2 separate regions of the Triticum aestivum genome follow, and region 1 is linked to region 2. The links are chromatin contacts, called in public Hi-C maps. All regions are on one chromosome and are shown on one strand. Each heading gives the region's core, a stretch centred on a gene start, on an enhancer-like site or on the middle of the called end of the contact. The rest is flanking DNA. Distances are from core to core; before and after follow the strand shown. Region 1 holds the start of LOC123169481 (ubiquitin-conjugating enzyme E2 28). Region 2 holds the start of LOC123164636 (BTB/POZ domain-containing protein POB1).

The links. A called contact is a pair of places that touch in the nucleus more often than the background predicts.
Region 1: a Hi-C map of leaf shows a contact between it and region 2, with 6 times the contacts expected there. The contact joins the promoter of LOC123169481 here to the promoter of LOC123164636 in region 2. A contact is called at or near these places in 2 of 5 Hi-C or Micro-C datasets (both in leaf) and 1 of 1 datasets of contacts at active chromatin or transcription factors (leaf).

Annotation. Positions count from the first base shown.
Region 1 is chr7D:429,652,229-429,657,823 of IWGSC CS RefSeq v2.1, forward strand. LOC123169481 (ubiquitin-conjugating enzyme E2 28) reads left to right here and starts at 3,326. Exons shown (of 4, transcript XM_044587356.1): 1 at 3,326-3,707; 2 at 4,915-5,042. The coding sequence starts at 3,638.
Region 2 is chr7D:429,034,271-429,040,213 of IWGSC CS RefSeq v2.1, forward strand. LOC123164636 (BTB/POZ domain-containing protein POB1) reads left to right here and starts at 1,915. Exons shown (of 6, transcript XM_044582175.1): 1 at 1,915-2,599; 2 at 3,956-4,084; 3 at 4,880-4,995; 4 at 5,086-5,149; 5 at 5,393-5,672; 6 at 5,754-5,943. The coding sequence starts at 2,353.

The DNA.
Region 1 (5,595 bases), core at 2,076-4,575, 620 kb after region 2:
TTGGTAATAAGCAAAACCGAGAGTTGGTCAAGCTAACTCGGTGGGACCGAGTGCATATCTCGGTGGGACCGAAATAATTGCAACATGCAACAGAGAGTTTGCAAGCCCATCTCGGTGAGACTGAGATCCCATCGGTGAGACCGAACTGATTAGTGTTTCTGGTAGTGGCTATGTCAAGTGAACTCGGTGGCGCCGGATAGATCAAATCGGTGGGGCCGAGTTGACTTTAGGTTTAGGACATATGTGGAAATGAGAAAGTGGTTGAGGGTTTTGGAGCATATCACTAAGAACTTTGATCAAGCAAGCCATTAAGCAACACCTCATCCCCTTTTAATAGTATTGGCTTTCCTATGGACTCAATGTGATCTTGGACCACTAGAATGAAAATGTAGAGTCTTGAACTTTTGCCAATCTTCTGTCCTTAGCATCTAGAGGGGGTTCCACATCCTCTTGTCCATGCCACTCCAATATTGAACTTATCTGAAATATACTAGATGAAAGTATTAGTCCAACAAGAGATATGTTGACATTAATTACCAAAATCACCCAGGGAGCACTTGTGCTTTCAACCAGAAGATGCGCACCGGAGGCTGGCCAGGGGCCCCACGAGCCGCCAGGGCGCGCCTTGGTGCCTCGTGGGCACCTGGGTGGCCCTCTCTGCTATTTCTTTCTTCCAGTATTTTTTATTTATTCCAAAACAATTCCCCGTGAAATTTCAGCTCATCTGGAGATGTGCAGAATAGGTAGCTTCGGCATACCTTTTTCAAGCCCAAAATTCCAGCTGCCGGCAATCTCCCTCTTCATGTAAATCTTGCAAATTAAGAGAGAAAAGGCATTAGAATGGCACTACAAAGTGTTATATTGGCCAAAAACATCATAAATAACAATAGGGAAACATGATGCAAAATGGACGTATCAACGAGCAAGCCGCGACGGTGTTCTACATGCTCAAGGAAGTGATGGTTACCACTCCCGTGTTGGCTCTGCCCAATTTCAAGTGCCCGTTCATGAACGAGACGGTCGCCAACCAACCCGTGGCCTACTTCAGCAAGGCTCTCGGCGTGCGCAACCAAAAGCTCTCCACGTACGGGAAGGAATTTCTCGCCATGATGATAGCTATCGACAAGTGGCGGAAGTACCTGCAACGCGGTCCGTTCGACATCCTCACCGATAACAAGAGCCTCTGCAATCTGGGAGAACAACATCTAGAGATTTGCAACGCAAGGCGATGTCCAAGCTGGTGGGTCTCCAATTCTGCTTCTAGTACAAGCGCAGACTCGACAAGGGGCGGCAGATGCGCTGTCGCGCGTCAGCAAACACCTTGATCTCGTCGCGCTCTTGGTATGCCAACCGACCTGGCTACAGGAGGTGGCCAACTCCTACGAGACGGACCCTGACGCGTAGGATCGGCTCCAGCAACTCGCCATCCACAACCAGGACGACGACGGCTACAAGGTCCACCGTGGCCTCATCTGCTGCCAAGGTCGTCCCTTGATCGGGGCAAACATAGCCCTGTGCACCAATCTCATCGCCGCCCTGCACAGCAGCGCGGTGGGCGGCCACTTCGACACCACGACGACCTATCACGGCGTCAAGAAGCACTTCGACTGGCGGGGCCTAAAGAAGGACGTCGACGAGTTCGTGCACTAGAGCACAGTGTGCCAACAGGCCAAGCACGAACACACCAAACCTGCCGGCCTCCTGGCGCCCCTCCCCATTCCAGCGATGCCATGGGAGGACCTCACCATGGATTTTGTGGAGGGTCTGCTTACATCCGAGGGCTTCGACTCCATCATGATGGTGGATCGGTTCACCAAGTTCGCTCACTTCGTTCCCCTCCTCTACCCCTTCAATGCGACGCAAGTGGCGCGCGCGTTCTAGGATAATGTGGTCAAGCTCCACGGCGTGCCGTCCTCCACCATCTTCGACCGCGACAAAGTCTTCACCAGCAACTTGTGGCGGGAAATGCTTGTCGGCGCCAGCACGAGGTTGCTCTACTCCACCGCCTACTACCCCCAGACGGACGGCCAGAGCGAGCACGTGAACCAGTGCATTGAGATGTACCTACGATGCATGGTGCACAACTCGCTGCGCAAATGGCGCCGTTGGCTGCCCATGGCGGAGTTTTGGTACAACTCCACATTCCACTCCGCGCTCAATTGTACTCCCTTCAAGGCACTGTGTGGCAAGGAGGCCAACCTGGGTGCCACAGGATTTGGTCCGAGACGCCCCTGACTGGAGAGATCTGGATTGGACGACGCACGCCACCCTCATCCGCGCATGCTCAAGCGTGCGCAGCGCTGTGTCAAGAAGCAGGCCGACCGAAATCTCTAGGATCGAAGCTTCCAGGTCGGGGAGCAAGTTCTTTTGAAGTTGCAGCCGTAAGTCCAGCAGCCCGTGGTAGCCGCCCCCGAGCCAAGCTCGCCTTCAAATTCTTCGGGCCGTACATCGTGTTGGAGCGCATCGGACCAATGGCAAGCAAGCTGGACGTGCCGTCAACAAGCCGCATCCATCCCGTCTTCCACATGTCCCGACTGAAGCCCTTCACGCCGGACTATACCCCGGTGTTCGCAGAACTGCCCCGCGTCAAGACCTCTCTGGTACATTGGCCGAGCCCTCGTGTATCCTAGACCGGCGCATGATGAAGCATGGCGATGCGCCGGTAGTCCAGCTCAAGGTTCAGAGCACCGGATCTCCCGACACAACGACGTAGGAAGACTACGAGGTTCTGTGCTAGCGCTATCCGGCGGCTCCAATTTGGGTGGAAGACGAAGCTGCTTAAGGAGGGGAGAGTGTCACACCTAACCAACCCATGGTCAGTGTGACACGGCACATCCGACGTGTGGAACTCGCGTGTGCGTGCGAGTTAAAAAGGGGTCGCCTGTGGCCGAGCGAGACATGCCTGGTGAACTTTCTTTCTATAACCTAAACTTTCCTCTACAATCCCAACCTCCTTCCTCTCCAAGCCTCATCCCCCTTCTGCTCCTCTCACCTACTCCAGATCGACGATCTCCATCATCCCCGGTCCGTTACAGAGGAATACAGGCAACAAGTATTTGCCACTGTGATCCACGCCCGCCTCCTTCCGACATGAAGAAATATGGAACTGATCGGTATCTAGGGTACTTTGGCGGTGGCTCCGCCGGAGGATATTTGGGACCAAGGGAAACCCTAGAGGAAAAAAACCCAGTGCTAGTGGCATGTGGTCGAGCAAGAAAAAGAAAAAAAGAGGCCGGACCCAGGAAAAGCTAGGGAAAAGAAGGAGAACCAGACGCGTCGCCGACCCGTTTCCCCACACCCTCCCCTCTCTCGCGGGGAAAGCCGCGTCCGTCTAACGCGACCGACCGCGCACCCGGCCACCGTAGCCAGCCAGCAGTGTGGCCTGGCCGCCAGTACGCAATACCGCGTGCTCCACCCAGGCCGGAAGCTTCCGGAGACCGCCCTGCGTGCCGTGACCATCCTCCGCTCCAACCCAACCCAATCTCCTCTCCTCTCCTCCGCACGCCATCCCTCCCCGACTACTTATACGCGCTCCCCGTCGATCTATTCCCCACTCCGTCCCACTTCCTCCTCCCTCTCGATTCCGATCGGAATCGCAACTAGCTCCGCCGCTTGATTAGCCGGCAGCCCCGTCCCCATGGCGTCCAAGCGGATCCTCAAGGAGCTCAAGGACCTGCAGAGGGATCCCCCCACCTCCTGCAGCGCCGGTAATTTCTGCCGCCAGATCTACTTATTTATTACCAGCTAGCTCTACTTATTTACCACCAACCCCCGGAAGATCCCTCGTCCCGGTGACAGATGCATGTGTGATGATTTGTCGTTTTCGTGGCCTCGTTGCTAGATATATGTATCTCGATTAATTAAGAAGATCTACTTATTTGCTAGACACATGCTGCTTTTGGAAATTCCTGTGTAGAACCGTTAGAAATTGCAGTAACCGGCGGGGATCTGAAAGGGAGGGCAAACCGTTGTGGAGCAAATTGGTCGCCGGATATCCCATGCTCATGAGCCAATACAGTTAGCCTACTGGCACACATAAAATGGTAGTTGTACTGTTCCTGAAGGAAAAACATTGGCAGTGGACCAAACACCTACTGCAAATAGTCATGCTAGCCTACCAATTACAACGGTTTGGCAAAAATTCCTCTAGCTACCGATAGGCACTAAAAATGGTTACTACTGTTGTGATGTAACCTACAGTTTCTTCATTTCTTCCATTTCTGGACTCCCGGTTTAACATTGTACTTTCCCCCTTTTGAACACGTAATCAGTCATTGCATTGTCATTATTACATATTGATGGTTGTTCTTGGGTGGACGCTCAAGCAGCATTCCAGAACATCCTAACCTCTGGAGTACATGACTACGCATGCGTGTAGTCAAGCATTCCTGAACTGCTAAACTTTGCTACTAATAATGTGTTGTAACCGTGCCTTTATCGAAAATGTCACACTTGCCTACCATTTTACCAATGGTACGGCAAAAATGCTTCTAGCTGCTGATAGGCACTAAAAATGATCAGGGCAGTTTTGATATAATCTACAGTTATTAATTCTTACGCTGTTATGCATCTGGACTCCCTGTTTAAAGTAGTAGTTTCGCCGTTTTGAACAAGTAATCACTCGCTACATCATTACATGTTGATGGGATAAAAAACACTTGAGGTTATGTGTAGTGAGTAGTTCATGTCTGGATGCGTGGGGTACCCATGAATATGCATGGTCGTAGTCAAGCATTGCTGACCATCCTAACCTTGAAAGTTCTTCTGTGGTGGTCTGCTAAGCTTTGCTAGTAATGTGTTGTCACTGTCCTCTTGTTGAAGTATCATTGCTTAGCCCATTGCGTGCAATAGCACTATGGGAATTTATATTGAGGTTCCATTGTGTGACTAAAACATCTGGTTTTCACGGAACAGGCCCTGTGGCGGAAGATATGTTCCACTGGCAAGCGACGATCATGGGTCCATCGGAAAGCCCATATGCTGGTGGTGTATTTTTGGTTACTATTCACTTCCCCCCAGACTACCCATTCAAGCCACCCAAGGTATGCAGTCGAGTGTATGCAACGATCTGAAATTATTCCTAGGATGATACAGGAGTGCTGCCTTTTCAACTCTCTAGCTTTTTGAGGTTTCCCAAAGCCCTGTTATAAGAAACTTCCTTGCCAACGTCTTGCATTAATTCTCATCAAATTTTTGATTCAAGCTTAAATACTACTGCCAGCCTATCAGACAAAACTGTAAAGTTGTCTAGCCCAGAGTCAGGGGAATGGTTCATCTATTAGCATATCCCTTCTATGTTTGTGTGTCGATCACTGGACCTGTATATCAAAAGCTAGTATTATCACAACTCCTGTCCTTTGCGTGTACAGTGGATGATTCTTGCATGATGCATGCTCTAGTAAAGTTGTGATGATCAAATTGTGCTTATTGAAAAAATGCTCTAGTATGATAATTGAGATGCATGTTACATAACAATGATTACTTCCATGTGGTGGAAAGGTTGACTAGGAGAGGGTTTCATGTTATTTTTCTGTTCCATGCTAGTACTTGTAGATAAAATATTTGTGCTATAGCAATGATCTAAGTAGTTGCAAC
Region 2 (5,943 bases), core at 665-3,164:
ATGTGGGGACACCCGGATACGCCCACCATGTAGGACTGACCACAAGGGCCCACATGAACACTCATAGAAACCATCAGTCCGAAGGGCGCCTCCTTCATTTTTTAGTGAGAATGCATTCATGGTGCTGCGTGGCGTCGCACGACGTGCCGCCTGAGGACCAAGCACGGTTATTTAAGCTGGACGACGGCAACCCAACCCTAGCCTGTCTGCATTTCTACCCTCTCCTCCTTTCACGCCGCCACCTTCAATCCGGTCATCGTTAGCCGCTAGCCATGGCCCGTAGTAGGATCACCATCTACGCCATACTCACCCCGGAGCAACGCTTGCAGCTGTTGGAGGAGAACCGGGCTAGGCACGAAGCTCGGATCGTAGTCAGCCTGCCTCCGGATTCATCCGAGCCGGAGCCAGAGGAGGAGGAGACCCTGGAGGACCCGGAGGCGGAGGAGGCAGTCTGCGGGCTTCACCATTGCCAACGCGCTGGCGGAGTTCGAGGTGGCCCAAGCAGAGGACGCAATGGAGCAACAAACCATCCTCGACTCCATCCAGTCGGAGGCGGAGGTGGAGGCCAACCGTCGCTTCCTCACTAGGCAGACGTGGAGCTCAACGAGATCTTGGCCGACGAGGAGCAAGAGGAGGCGGAGCCGGAGGTGCGCCAGCCGCCCATGACCATTAGGTCAGCGGCTTCGGCACAAACTTCATCAACATCTCCAGTGAGGGGGACGAGTATTGTAGTTGTGGGAGTGTACTTGGTACGTAGATCATGTCGGTACATGCTTTTGTATGAAGATGCAAATCGTGAAGTGGCTACTATGATCGTTGGGGGTGAAATATGGGGTATGACCGGTCACCGTTTGCGAACGTGCCTGACCCGTTTGGCAACTCAAATTAGCTATGTATGGTTGTAGATGCTCTAAGGCCAACTCCAACGCAAGGCTCCATTTCATCCGCCGGCGTCCATTTGGATCTACAGAGACAAAAAATGCAGCCCAATGCAGAGAGCCATTATGTTTTTATGTCCACTTTGTGTGTCTCGGACTCATTTCTGTCCCAAAAATTGGGTCAAATTTGGATCCGAAGCGGACAACGTGCGTTGTCCATCTGTGTCCTCTTTGTCCGGCCTGGCCCACCACCCACCGTCTTTTTTTCAATCTCTTCCCTCATTTTTCCCCTCCCGGTCCACACATCCACCCATGAACCGCACAAATATCTCCACCACGCCGATGGGAGACAGAGGAGGCACGAAGCATGATGGCGCTCACTCCGACCGGCCTCGAGACCGCCGTCGCGGTGGCCCCGACAACCGCATCGCCGGCAGGCTCGGTGGTGCTGTCCATGTCGTCTCCGTGGCGGAGAACATCATCCACATCAGGCGCGGCGGCGTGCCCTCCGCATCGGGTATACACCTCTTTGACGTCCTCCTCCCCGAGCGATAGTTGGGTAAGAGCATGTCCGTCCCAAAATGCGTTAGCTCCGTTGGGCTGTGTCCGCATGTCCGTCTATGTCCGCTGTCTATTTTGTTGACCTAAAAGAATAAAAAGCGAATAAAATTCGTGTTGTTTGGGTCACTGCATTGGAGATGCCCTAAGGCTTTCTTAGGTTGCAACATAAAATAGGGCATAAAATATACCCTGGAAACCGAGTTACTCTAACAGTTCGAAATCCAATACGATGCTCTCATTCTGCAATCAGAGTAATCCCAGTTGCCCAAATCATGCTCCATGCATGTTCATGGACAGGAAAGTACTCCATGAGAAAATGATGATGATTACTCCACAAGGGGAAAAACCCGTGACACCAAAACCCACCCCCTCCGAACCGCAAGCTTTGACGTCCTCTCCGTCGACCTGCCGCCTGCGTCCCCCCTTCCTAACCGCAACCAGCCCAACTCTACTCACTCTACTAGTAGTCTAAAAGGAAAGGAGAGACGCAACACAGGTCACGTCGCGAGCGAAGCAAGGCACAGAATCGCGACGCCGACGCCGACCAGACCCTCACCCTCCGCTGACGCGCCGGCCCCACGTGTGGGAAACGTGGCCCGCGGACAGCCGGGACCCACGGCGCACGCCTCCTAGTTAAGCGGCCTGCCGGTCTCTGCACCCAAATCGCCGCACCCGTTTCACGCTTACCACCCTCTGGTTTCCTCCCCATCACACCACAGCCACGCCTCTCTCTTCTCCGTCTCACTCTTGTCCCCACGCCCCCGCTTCCGCGACCTTCTGGAACCTTCTCTCGGGCTAGGGTTCCGGCTCCGACGGCGGTGATGATGTCTTCTGCGGCCTGCGCGCAGCGGCGGAGGTGAGGCGGCGGGCGTGGCCGGATTGGTATTGGAGGAAGGGGGCGGTGGTGGCCGGGATGGACCCGGACTTCTCGCGGGCGAGCGGCGGCCCGAGCTTCGAGTTCGCCTTCAACTCGGTCAACTTCTCCGACCGGGTCCTGCGGATCGAGATCGTCGCCGGGGACGACGCGCCGGGGGCCAAGGGCGCCGCCGGCGAGGGCTGCTCCTCCATCGCCGACTGGGCGCGCCACCGCAAGCGCCGCAGGGAGGACCTCCGCCTCGAGAAAGGTGGGGAAGGTTGGTCTACGTCTCGTCATCATTTCGGTACGGGGCGATTTGGGCGTGGGTGGGTTTGAATTTGTATTCGTACTGATTTGACAGCGGGTGGGTGGGGAGTTGGGAAATGGAGGTAGTACTACTTGCTTTTCCCGCTGATTTGTTTTGATTGCCTGTTGGGGATTTAGGTATCAAAAGCCTTACGTTTGGTATAAGGTGGGAGAAAGATGGTGAGGCAGCTTTTCCTTTTGATTGAAGTGAAGTTATGATTTCCTAGTTGTTTGCCTTGATTTGAATTTCTCAGTTGTTGCCACACGGAATTTAGCCACAATATGATCTTCTTAGCAACGTCGTGTTCAGGAGATGACATTGGTGGGTGGAATTTTAGGGGATTTATCCTGGACTCTATTTGCAAGATCTTATTCAACTCTTAATTCCGCAGAAGAAAACTCTGTGACATTGCTCCTAGTATGATCCTGAATTTGCAAAGAGCATTGTGCACCGTAACCGAACCAACCTCAAGCCCAGTAGATGCAATAAGTTGTATATAAAGTTATAAGCTATAGACAGAAGTTAGTTTGGTTATTGCCTGATTAATAGTACGGCCAGATGTTGTCCAATGTCTCGTTTAGCTGAGCATGCATTCGTTGTAATGGGCTAACAAGGGTTTTAGGTGTTACATAATGCTTCTAAGTTTCTATATTTGAGAAAAGTAAGCATGAAAGTGGGTATATTAAGGGGAGGATGGAGCAGTAATGAAGTTAGAAGTTCTTACTCTTAACTACTTACTCCCAGTCTGTGTTTATTAGGCCACCAGGGCGAAGTGCTGGGACCAAGGCACAACGCGTGTAGTTGCCCAGTTTTGAATTGGCCCTGTTAGAACACATGGGCTAGCGGCATTAATTAGCGAAACCGTTTCGCCTACCTCGCACATGTAGCGGCTGGAGATTTATCTCCCTCAATCAGTGGACGGAACGAGCAACGGAACCTGCGAAATCTGCACTTAATTAAGACCGGATGCGGCTCACTGGTTCTCTGGCCTAATAAACACGGACATAGGAAGTATTTGACATCCTATTAGCGTCCCATGAAAAGTTCGGAGTACCCAATATATTTTGCTTGCATCCAACTTCGCTCTGAATGTGCACTCTAGGCATTCATCGTTAATGCTTGTTCATGGGCCTCATATTGTTATTAGGATTTATGCTTTATTGCTTGGATCTTTTTCTGTCATTGTCATCTGAAACTATTGTACTCTTGCTTTGCTTTATCAGAATATGTTTCTGTCATGACGATCTGATGCCAATGCACTTATACTATTCACACTTTCTTAATCATGTTCTTATTCTAGAGTGCAATAACTTCCATTTTCAATGACCTCCTGCTATCATCTCATGCCCCCAGAATGTGGAAAGTATATGTCAGAACCAGCAAACATCAAAATTGAAGCAGATGAACGTGATACCTATGAGGAAACCAACGAGGAGCCTGTAGCTATGATAGAAGAATCTCCACCTGATATTGGACAAGATGGTTAGTGCAATTGAATATCTTTTAATTACTCCGAAGTACTCCCACCGTATCAAAATATAAGACGTTTATTAGGCTAGTTTAGCCTACAAAAATGTCTTATATTTTGGTACAGAGGTAGTATATGGCAGTCAGGTTCAGAAAATTTAACACATAAACACAGAATTCTGTGCACCTATGCCAGATAATTAAAATTATTTTTTGGAGAACTGTTATGCGTAGCAATCATTGGTACTGATCATATGTGATTTTAGAGTTAGTTGATGGCACAATGTATCAGAGCGAGTAACTCATTCCTTTGTATTGAAACTGTGGAGACATGCTGGTACCGGTGAAGCCTTTCTGCCAGCCATTGCGTTGATAATATTAGACATGTGGTAATCATTTTAAATTCCTCACTTTACTATTGATTGGTTGAGATTTATACGAGCTTGATTACTTGATTCTTTCTGCCCCACCTAATTTTGGAACAATTGGGTTATGTTGGATGGATTATACTTCTGTTGGATATAATTCTGACATAACTGTAAGTAAACTTGTGTACAATTGTTATACATGTGGACAAATGTACTTTAACTTTTGAAGCTACCAGATCTCTGAAGTTTGTGCACCATGTTGTTACTGATAAGTCATATGATTCGATACACTGTCACTATGCTCCCCATTTGATTGTGCTCCAAAGCATCATATCCTTGTCTATATAAAAGATGTGAATCCTGTGCACCATTTGTTCCTTTATACTACATGCCTATGTGGCCGTTTGTTCTCTGCTTCATTGGACCTTGCTGTTTGTATCAGGTGAGGATGGAGACAGTGACTCATCCTGGAATATGGAATGTAATCAGGTTTTGAGAGTGAAGTCTATATATATCAGCTCTGCGATTCTAGCTGCAAAAAGTCCCTTCTTTTACAAGGTGGATCTAATTTGTGTGTAAAATGAGTTCATTGTGGTGTAGTTATGTATTGTTATCTAGCTAACAGTGTCATAACTTTCATCTTGTTAGCTTTTCTCAAATGGCATGAAAGAATCCGACCAGAGGCATGCAACTCTTAGAATAACTGCTTCAGGTAATGTGGGAGCTCCAGTAGGACATGTTCTATCCTAGCTGCTGTACAGTTTTGCTTAATGTTTTGAATGATCGATTTTGTAGTACTGACATGATCATTGTCAATGAGGTTATCCATGATTAATTTTTCAGTTCAGCAAGCAAGTTATTTGTCTATACCCCACCATTTTGCAAATATATTTTTCTTTTGCTTTCGAGCTAACAGTTACCTTATGTCTGATTGTTGTATTTCTACTTGGAACAGAGGAAAGTGCCCTTATGGAGCTTTTAAGTTTTATTTACAGTGGAAAGTTGACGACCAATCAGCCAACCCTTCTGCTTGATATCTTGATGATGTCTGACAAATTTGAAGTTGTTTCTTGCATGAGACACTGCAGTCAACTACTAAGAAGCTTACCTATGACCACAGAATCTGCACTTCTCTATCTAGATCTGCCTTCCAGCATTTCAATGGCTGCAGCAGTTCAGCCACTGACTGATGCTGCCAAGGAATTCCTTGCCAACAAATACAAGGACTTGACTAAGTGGGTGGTCTCTTTATTTAGAGAGCCAACTAAATTATTGAAATAACATTGTTGAACTAAAGGAATGCTTCCTCTTTTCAGGTTTCAGGATGAAGTGATGAACATTCCCCTTGCTGGGATTGAAGCTATCTTATGTAGTAACGACCTTCAGGTGGCATCAGAGGATGCAGTCTATGACTTTGTGATCAAGTGGGCTCGTGCTCAATACTCAAGAACGGAAGAAAGACGTGAAATCTTGGGGACTCGGTTGCTGCCACTTGTTAGGTTTTCT